Regions from separate parts of the Pan troglodytes genome. Here region 1 is linked to region 2. The links are chromatin contacts, called in public Hi-C maps. All regions are on one chromosome and are shown on one strand. The core of a region is the stretch at or near the end of the contact, and the rest is flanking DNA. Distances in the headings are between cores, read along the strand shown. Region 1 overlaps RHOJ (ras homolog family member J). Region 2 has its middle 600 kb from the start of KCNH5.

Evidence for each region. A called contact is a pair of places that touch in the nucleus more often than the background predicts.
Region 1: a Hi-C map of induced pluripotent stem cells shows a contact between it and region 2, with 3 times the contacts expected there. The contact joins two enhancer-like sites. A contact is called at or near these places in 2 of 7 Hi-C or Micro-C datasets (both in induced pluripotent stem cells).

Annotation. Positions count from the first base shown.
Region 1 is chr15:61,261,915-61,265,009 of NHGRI_mPanTro3-v2.0_pri, reverse strand. The region is part of intron 5 of RHOJ (ras homolog family member J); the gene reads right to left. Among named protein-coding and RNA genes, the nearest start is that of GPHB5, 32 kb to the left of the region's middle. Within about 2 kb of position 1,324, at least 3 of the 24 cell types and tissues checked have an H3K27ac peak or open chromatin away from gene starts, as enhancers often do. A contact at or near this core is called in induced pluripotent stem cells, where this site is marked.
Region 2 is chr15:60,437,052-60,440,271 of NHGRI_mPanTro3-v2.0_pri, reverse strand. No RefSeq gene overlaps it. Among named protein-coding and RNA genes, the nearest start is that of KCNH5, 600 kb to the left of the region's middle. Within about 2 kb of position 1,316, at least 1 of the 24 cell types and tissues checked has an H3K27ac peak or open chromatin away from gene starts, as enhancers often do. A contact at or near this core is called in induced pluripotent stem cells, where this site is marked.

The DNA of each region.
Region 1 (3,095 bases), core at 75-2,574, 820 kb before region 2:
GGATAAAGGCAAAGAGATCTTCCCAGCTGTAGACATGTCTGAGAGGGCTCATGGATTCAACAGCAACTATAGTTTGCTGAGCTGGACCTTGTGGTACATGAGCTAATTTCATTGTCACAAGAACTTTACAAGGAAAAGTCTGTCACCATCCTCATTTCACAGCTCAGGAAACTGATACCCAGAGAGGCTAAGTAACCTCCCTTATGGCCACACAACTAAGAAAATGGCAGAGATTCGAATTTGTCTGCCTCCTGAGCCAAAGTCTTAACTACTCTTTTGGGCTGTCTCTAGCAAATGTAATGAAATTGTGGCTGAAAGAGCAAAATTAATGAATAAATGGGCAAAGCTGTTACGGATATAGTAAAGGTGATGAGAGAAGGGAAGAAGGAAGGCATGTCCTGTAAATGGAGAGAAAAGAAGAGAAGATGTTAGTGGAATAAACAGAGTAAGCTCGTATCTAAAGAAATGGCTAGTAGCAGAGTAGTTCTGTATTCCTCATTTGAGAATTAGCAAAGGCACACAGAGAAGGCAAATAGAGAGCCAAGAAAAAGAAAAAGAACCAAACAGGTTGTAAGAGAAAAGCCGCCATCTCAACAAGTCAGCATTATGATCAAATTGGTGAAAGAGGAAAAACATTTCTAGGCCAGACAGATTTGCTGCTGATCTTTGAAGACTATAATGCAGAGATGCCAATTCAAGGGTGGCTAATGTAAAGTGTGTTACTTGAGTATAGGATAATATGGAGTGGTGGGGATTGTGGCAGACTGAAGAATACATGCTTAATCTAAGAGACTGTTTAACAGTTTCTGTTGATGAGGAAATGCTGGGCTAGAGTTGCTCGACCTTCCGAATTTCTTTAAGAAGCTAGAAATATGTTTCCAAACTGTTAAATGTTGGCCACTAAATTGCATTAAAAATACGTGTTTGGAGTGATGAAAACATTTGTGGGTGAACTTTGGCCCGTCAGTTGCCAATCTGCTCCCTATGCTTTAAAGGATGCCTTTGCATGTCATGGTCTCCCTGTCTAGAATTTTGTGCCCTCCCCAGACCCCTTTGCCCACCTGAAAAACTTTTCCTCATCCTTCAAACCTGGATAAGATGTTAACTGGTTAAAGAAATCTCTGAAAGCTCCTTCCGTGAATGTATTAGTCTCTCTCTCTTCTGTGCTACCTGGTACATTGCCCAGATGTGTGTTACTGTGTTTATCCAGGTGGCATGCTTTTGTTTGCCTGTCTCCCTCCTCTTCTGGCCTTTGTAACCCAGACACCAGCGGTGAAGTGACTTTCAATGACCAAGGGAGAAAGGGAAAATGGCCAGCACAAGGCAGGTGGCAGTGACTCTTCCAGTCAGGAAGAGGGCATTAAAGACTCCAGTTGATTAACGTGACTGAACATTGATGACAGGATGTTTGCAGCAATTTTGCTGCTTTAAATCCCACCTGCGCATGTTAAAAACCCAGCAGGAAACTTAGCAGGTGCCAAGTTAAAGAGTGACAACAACAAAAGGCACAGTGTGAAGAAGATGGCCGGAGAGGGCAAAGAGAACCCAGAGATTAAAAAAAAAAAAATGGCAAATTCCTGTATCAAAAAATACCTTAGAAAGTCTGAACTTAGAAGATCATGTTTGGACTGTATTAGATGGAACTGGGAAAGAGAACGCACAAAGAATTACAATCTTAGAACTAAACAGTGTAGCATCCAGCATAGCACCTGGCACATATTAGGTGCTTAATCAATTGTTGTTTAATAATTCTAGCAGCAATAGGGACAGTTACAAATGTGTAAAAGAATGGGAAAAGTAGGCTGAGGATTAAAAACTACAGTAATAAAAAGAGGGAGGATAAAAGAAGTCAAAGAATAATGAATATTTATAATAAATTAGTGCAAAATATGTAAATGTGGTTGACTTTGGAGTATAAAGAATTGTAAATATGTATGATATAAAAATGTCCTTTGAAAATAAAACACCCTTTGAGACCAAAAAGAGATGTTAGGTGGAGAATGCTTTGGAAATGGAAAAGTATTGAACAGAAAGAATCAGATATGAAAAATCTGAACTTGCAAAGCCTTTAAGTTGTGGGGGAACTTTGCACATGAAAATAAGGGACTCCAGTATATAAAAAAGAAGCCCCAAACCTAAAGGTTTCTTTTCAGATTATAGGAGGGAGGCAGAAGAGCGGGTGGTTAAAGCACAGTTTTCTATCCTCACTCTGCCACTTGCTAGCTGGGCGATCTTAACCTCTCTGAGCCTCAGTTTCTTGTAGGAAAGTGGAGATAATAATATACACACCTCAGGGGGTTGCTGTGAGGATTAATTAAGACAAAGGCTGTAAGGCGCCTGGCACCAAGCCTAGCACATTATAAACACTCCATAAATGCTAGCTGAGATTATAAACTACTTGACAGAAAAGTCAGAGAGTAGAGAAACTTAAAGCATCTCTATAATTACACGAATTGTGATAAAACAAGTTAAAATCTTGCTAGGTTTTCTTCTAAATTGGATTTTGTAAGCTAAACATGATTCCGTCTGTATCTGAGAGCAGTTGCTAGGAGAAACTAGCAAAAGGCAATATAAATGGTGAACTCAGCCATTGTTCCAAAAATAAGTATGAAATGAGATGGGAGGCTTTGAAACGACTTCTTTTCAGACAGAAAAAAAACAACTTCCCCAATGAGAAGTGAGGCTAGGAAGCTGACGGCATGAAGGAACACAGAACGTGAGTTCCTGCAAGAAGCTGATGGCGGCCAATGGGGACAGCCTGGCTGTGAAAAATGTGTAGAAAGGAACAACCTACAATTATTTATGGAGCTACATATTTAGGTATCTTAATGAGAGCATTTGAGGCTGAATGTTTGAGGAGAAGGTAGAAGCACCTACAGGCATAAACCCATTTCACCCAAGGAAAGATACACAGTTGGAGGTCATTTACGTGACGGTCAGGTACATGGGTGGTGATGTCCACAGAGCTGGATTGGAAGTTTTTGACTTTGTTATTAGCTATGTGCTTGTCTTCTAAGACTGTTTCCACATCTGTAAGCTGAGACCAACGCTATCTGCTTAAGAGGGTTATTATGAGGCTGAAGTGAGAGATATTA
Region 2 (3,220 bases), core at 67-2,566:
AAAATAATATATTCTGAGAAAGTATAAAAGAGCACTTAAAAGTTACTATTAATGAGAAATTCAGTATAAAATAATTTTAAGGAAATTTCTTAGAAATAGAAACAGCAATAAGATGTGAAGAACAAGAGAGCAAAGATTAAAGATTCAGTCCTAGATGTCCAATATTCAAATAATCAGTTTAGAAAGATAAGAGAAAGAAGATGTAGGACAGGCATAGTTCTACAAATAAATTTTCCATTATTAAATGCTACAGAGAGTGATGTCAGCAAGACAGCTCACTAGAGGTGCCTAACACTTGCCCCCAACAAAAAAGGACCCAAATGATGAATGAACAACTACATTTCAACCACAGTGACTAAAGGAGAGTGCTGGGGAACAGCAAGGGAGTGGCAGAAACTCTGTGGAGCACAGAAACTCAGGATGTACACATCCAGAAGAGAAAGAAACATCATGTATCCACCATACCCTCTTCCTCCTCAGTTGAGATCAGCTTGGGACCAGGAGGGACTTCTCCTTGCAAGGAAAAGATAAGCAGAAGGCCCCTAGCAGCCTCCATCACTGTAGAGGACACTCACAGTCTTCACTACTAATGGATCCTGCAGCCCTCAAAGACCCTGAGCCCAGCTAAGGGAGCTGCATAGAATTCACATGGAGGCACTACTCCAGATGAGCCTATGTTGTACCTTGCACCCTGTGAATCAAACTGCTCCTGCACTGCAACATGTTAAAACCAGAGCTACTGCTAGAGTGTGTTCTGTTCTGGGGGCCAGTAGCCATTGTATCCCTCCATCCCTGAGGCTCTGCCATCATTGCACCCCCACTTTCACACACATGGTAGGATACCATTTCCTCACTGAGCTTCTGTAGCCCCCTACCATCTTGAAATAAGCTGCATAGGAAGCATTCCACTTCCCCAATCCCAATTGCTGCTCCCTTCAACCCCAGCTACTCAAAGACTAGGCCCAGCAGAGCAGCTGTTCTCCCTGATGCTCAAACCAACCTATCGCCTGCTCCACAGGAATCAAGCATTGGCTTGAGAGTAGCTGTGACCCCGTGCACAGCCAACACAGCACCCTGCCCCTCAGGGACCATACCCTTCAGCCCAGTGAGTAAGATATAATGGATTTACCAGAGCAGCTACATACCCTTGGCACCTGAACTAATCTGGTGCCTTGTGCTGAGGAAATTGGAGCTTCTACCCAAGGGAGCAGCTGCAACCTTGGCACATGGGGTGTCCTGCCTCTCAGGGACCAAGTGCTCTGGCTCAGCAGAGAATCCATGCCTGAGCCAGTGGAGCAACTGTGCCCCCTAGTGCCTGAGTCAACCTGGTGCCTCATCCTCCTGAAATTGGAGTTCCAGATGAAGAGAGGAGCCATAACCTTGGCGTCCAACCCAGTGTGGCACTCTGATCTCCCTGGGTACCAGGATCATTGTGAAAGAGAGAAACTACACCCAAGTCTGCATAGCAACCTCATCCTCTAGGACCTGAACCAACCCAGGGTCCCACCTGATTCTTCCTCTCCCAGAATTGGAACATCAGTCCAGTACAACAGCCACACCTTCCTTGTGCTTGAGCTGACATAGCACCCTGCCCCACCAAGGAAATAGAGCCTTCCTGAGCTGTGCTTCTTCACCCTCTGGGCCAAAGATCCACAGTGCCTTACCTCCCTAGATCAGAACCAGCCTTCCAGAGTTTGAGTTGCTAAGATATCCTATCTCCTTGGGGAGTGGCACCATGCTTACAGTGTTCTGTACCACCTAGGGCCCAAGTCACAGCTTTCCTACCATTCCTGGGTCTTTGCTGCTGCTGCAACAGGATGTACAGAGCCTGGGCCACTATTGTGTCCCACTACTCCAGGGTCCAGTCACCACTATGCAATATCTCCTTTTTCTTGTGCCCAACTTGCCACTGAGCTCTGCTGGCTCCAGGACCTGGATTGCAGTTGTGCCCTCTTCCTGGGGCCTGAACCTGTGAAACACTCCTCCTTTCCTGGAGTTTTGCCAGTGCTGGAGGATCGGAGTCACAGTTACATCTCTGTCTCCTGTGGCTGAGCTACTGGAGAGTGCCTTTAGCGTTACAGTCCTCAGCTTGGTGGGAGAGCTGCATCCACTGTGCCTCAGAGAGTAAACCTTCACTCTTATCAAAGGTGCTACAATAGTTCAACAGGACACTGAATCCAGTATACCAGCTCCACAGCCATTCTGAGCACCTGTACCCTGGAACATAGTGCTCCTGAGCTGCCTATGGCCCGTGTCAGACCCAACACCAATGAGGACCCCATCAGCTAAGTCTCCCACTGTGAGGAAAGAAAATAAAAGACTCCTAAAAAGTTTGCCACTATGAACTCTAACAACCAACCCTGCAACCACCCCTGCCACAGTCTCCTGAAGCCCAGACCACTGAGGTGCCTGCAGTCATCACTGACATTGATCACAATTGAAGAACATGTATGTAGACTATAATACCATGCCCACCTGAACCCAGAGCCAACACACTCTGTCCAACTGACATCTTAGTTCCAACTCATTTACACATAAGTCTTTCCCTATGAAAGCCAGAAATATATAACTGAAGAGTCAACTGCTCCATCAGATGTGCAGACATCAACACAGGATCATAACAAAGAAGAAAAAGGAAGGAAACATGACACCACTACAAGAACACAATAATTTGCAAGTAACTGACACCAAAGAAATGGAAACGTATAAATTACCTGAAAAGGAACTTAAAATAATGATCTCAAGGAAGCTCAGCAAGATACAGGAGAACACAGCTAGATAATTCAATGAAATCAAGAAAATAATTCACTATCTGAATGGGAAATTCAATAAAGAGATATACGTCACAAAAAATAACCAGACAAAAGTCTTAAAGCTGAAGATATCAATGAATAAAATAAAAAATACAAATGAGAGCTTTGACAGCAAACTAAATAAAGAGAAAGAAAGGAAACCTACAAAAATGATTAGACAACATTAAGTGAATAAATTTTAACATTATAAGAGTTTCAGATGGAGAAGAGACAGAGAAATGCACAGAAAGCTTAGTTAATCAAATAATTGTTGAAAACTTCCTCAGTTTTGGGAGATATACAAACAAGCAGATCCATGAAGCTCAAATGTCCCAAGCAGGTTCAACCCAAAAAGCTCCTCACTTAGGCATATTACAATAAAAAAGTCAAAGACAAACAGAGAATTTTTAAACCAGAAAAAGAAAAAC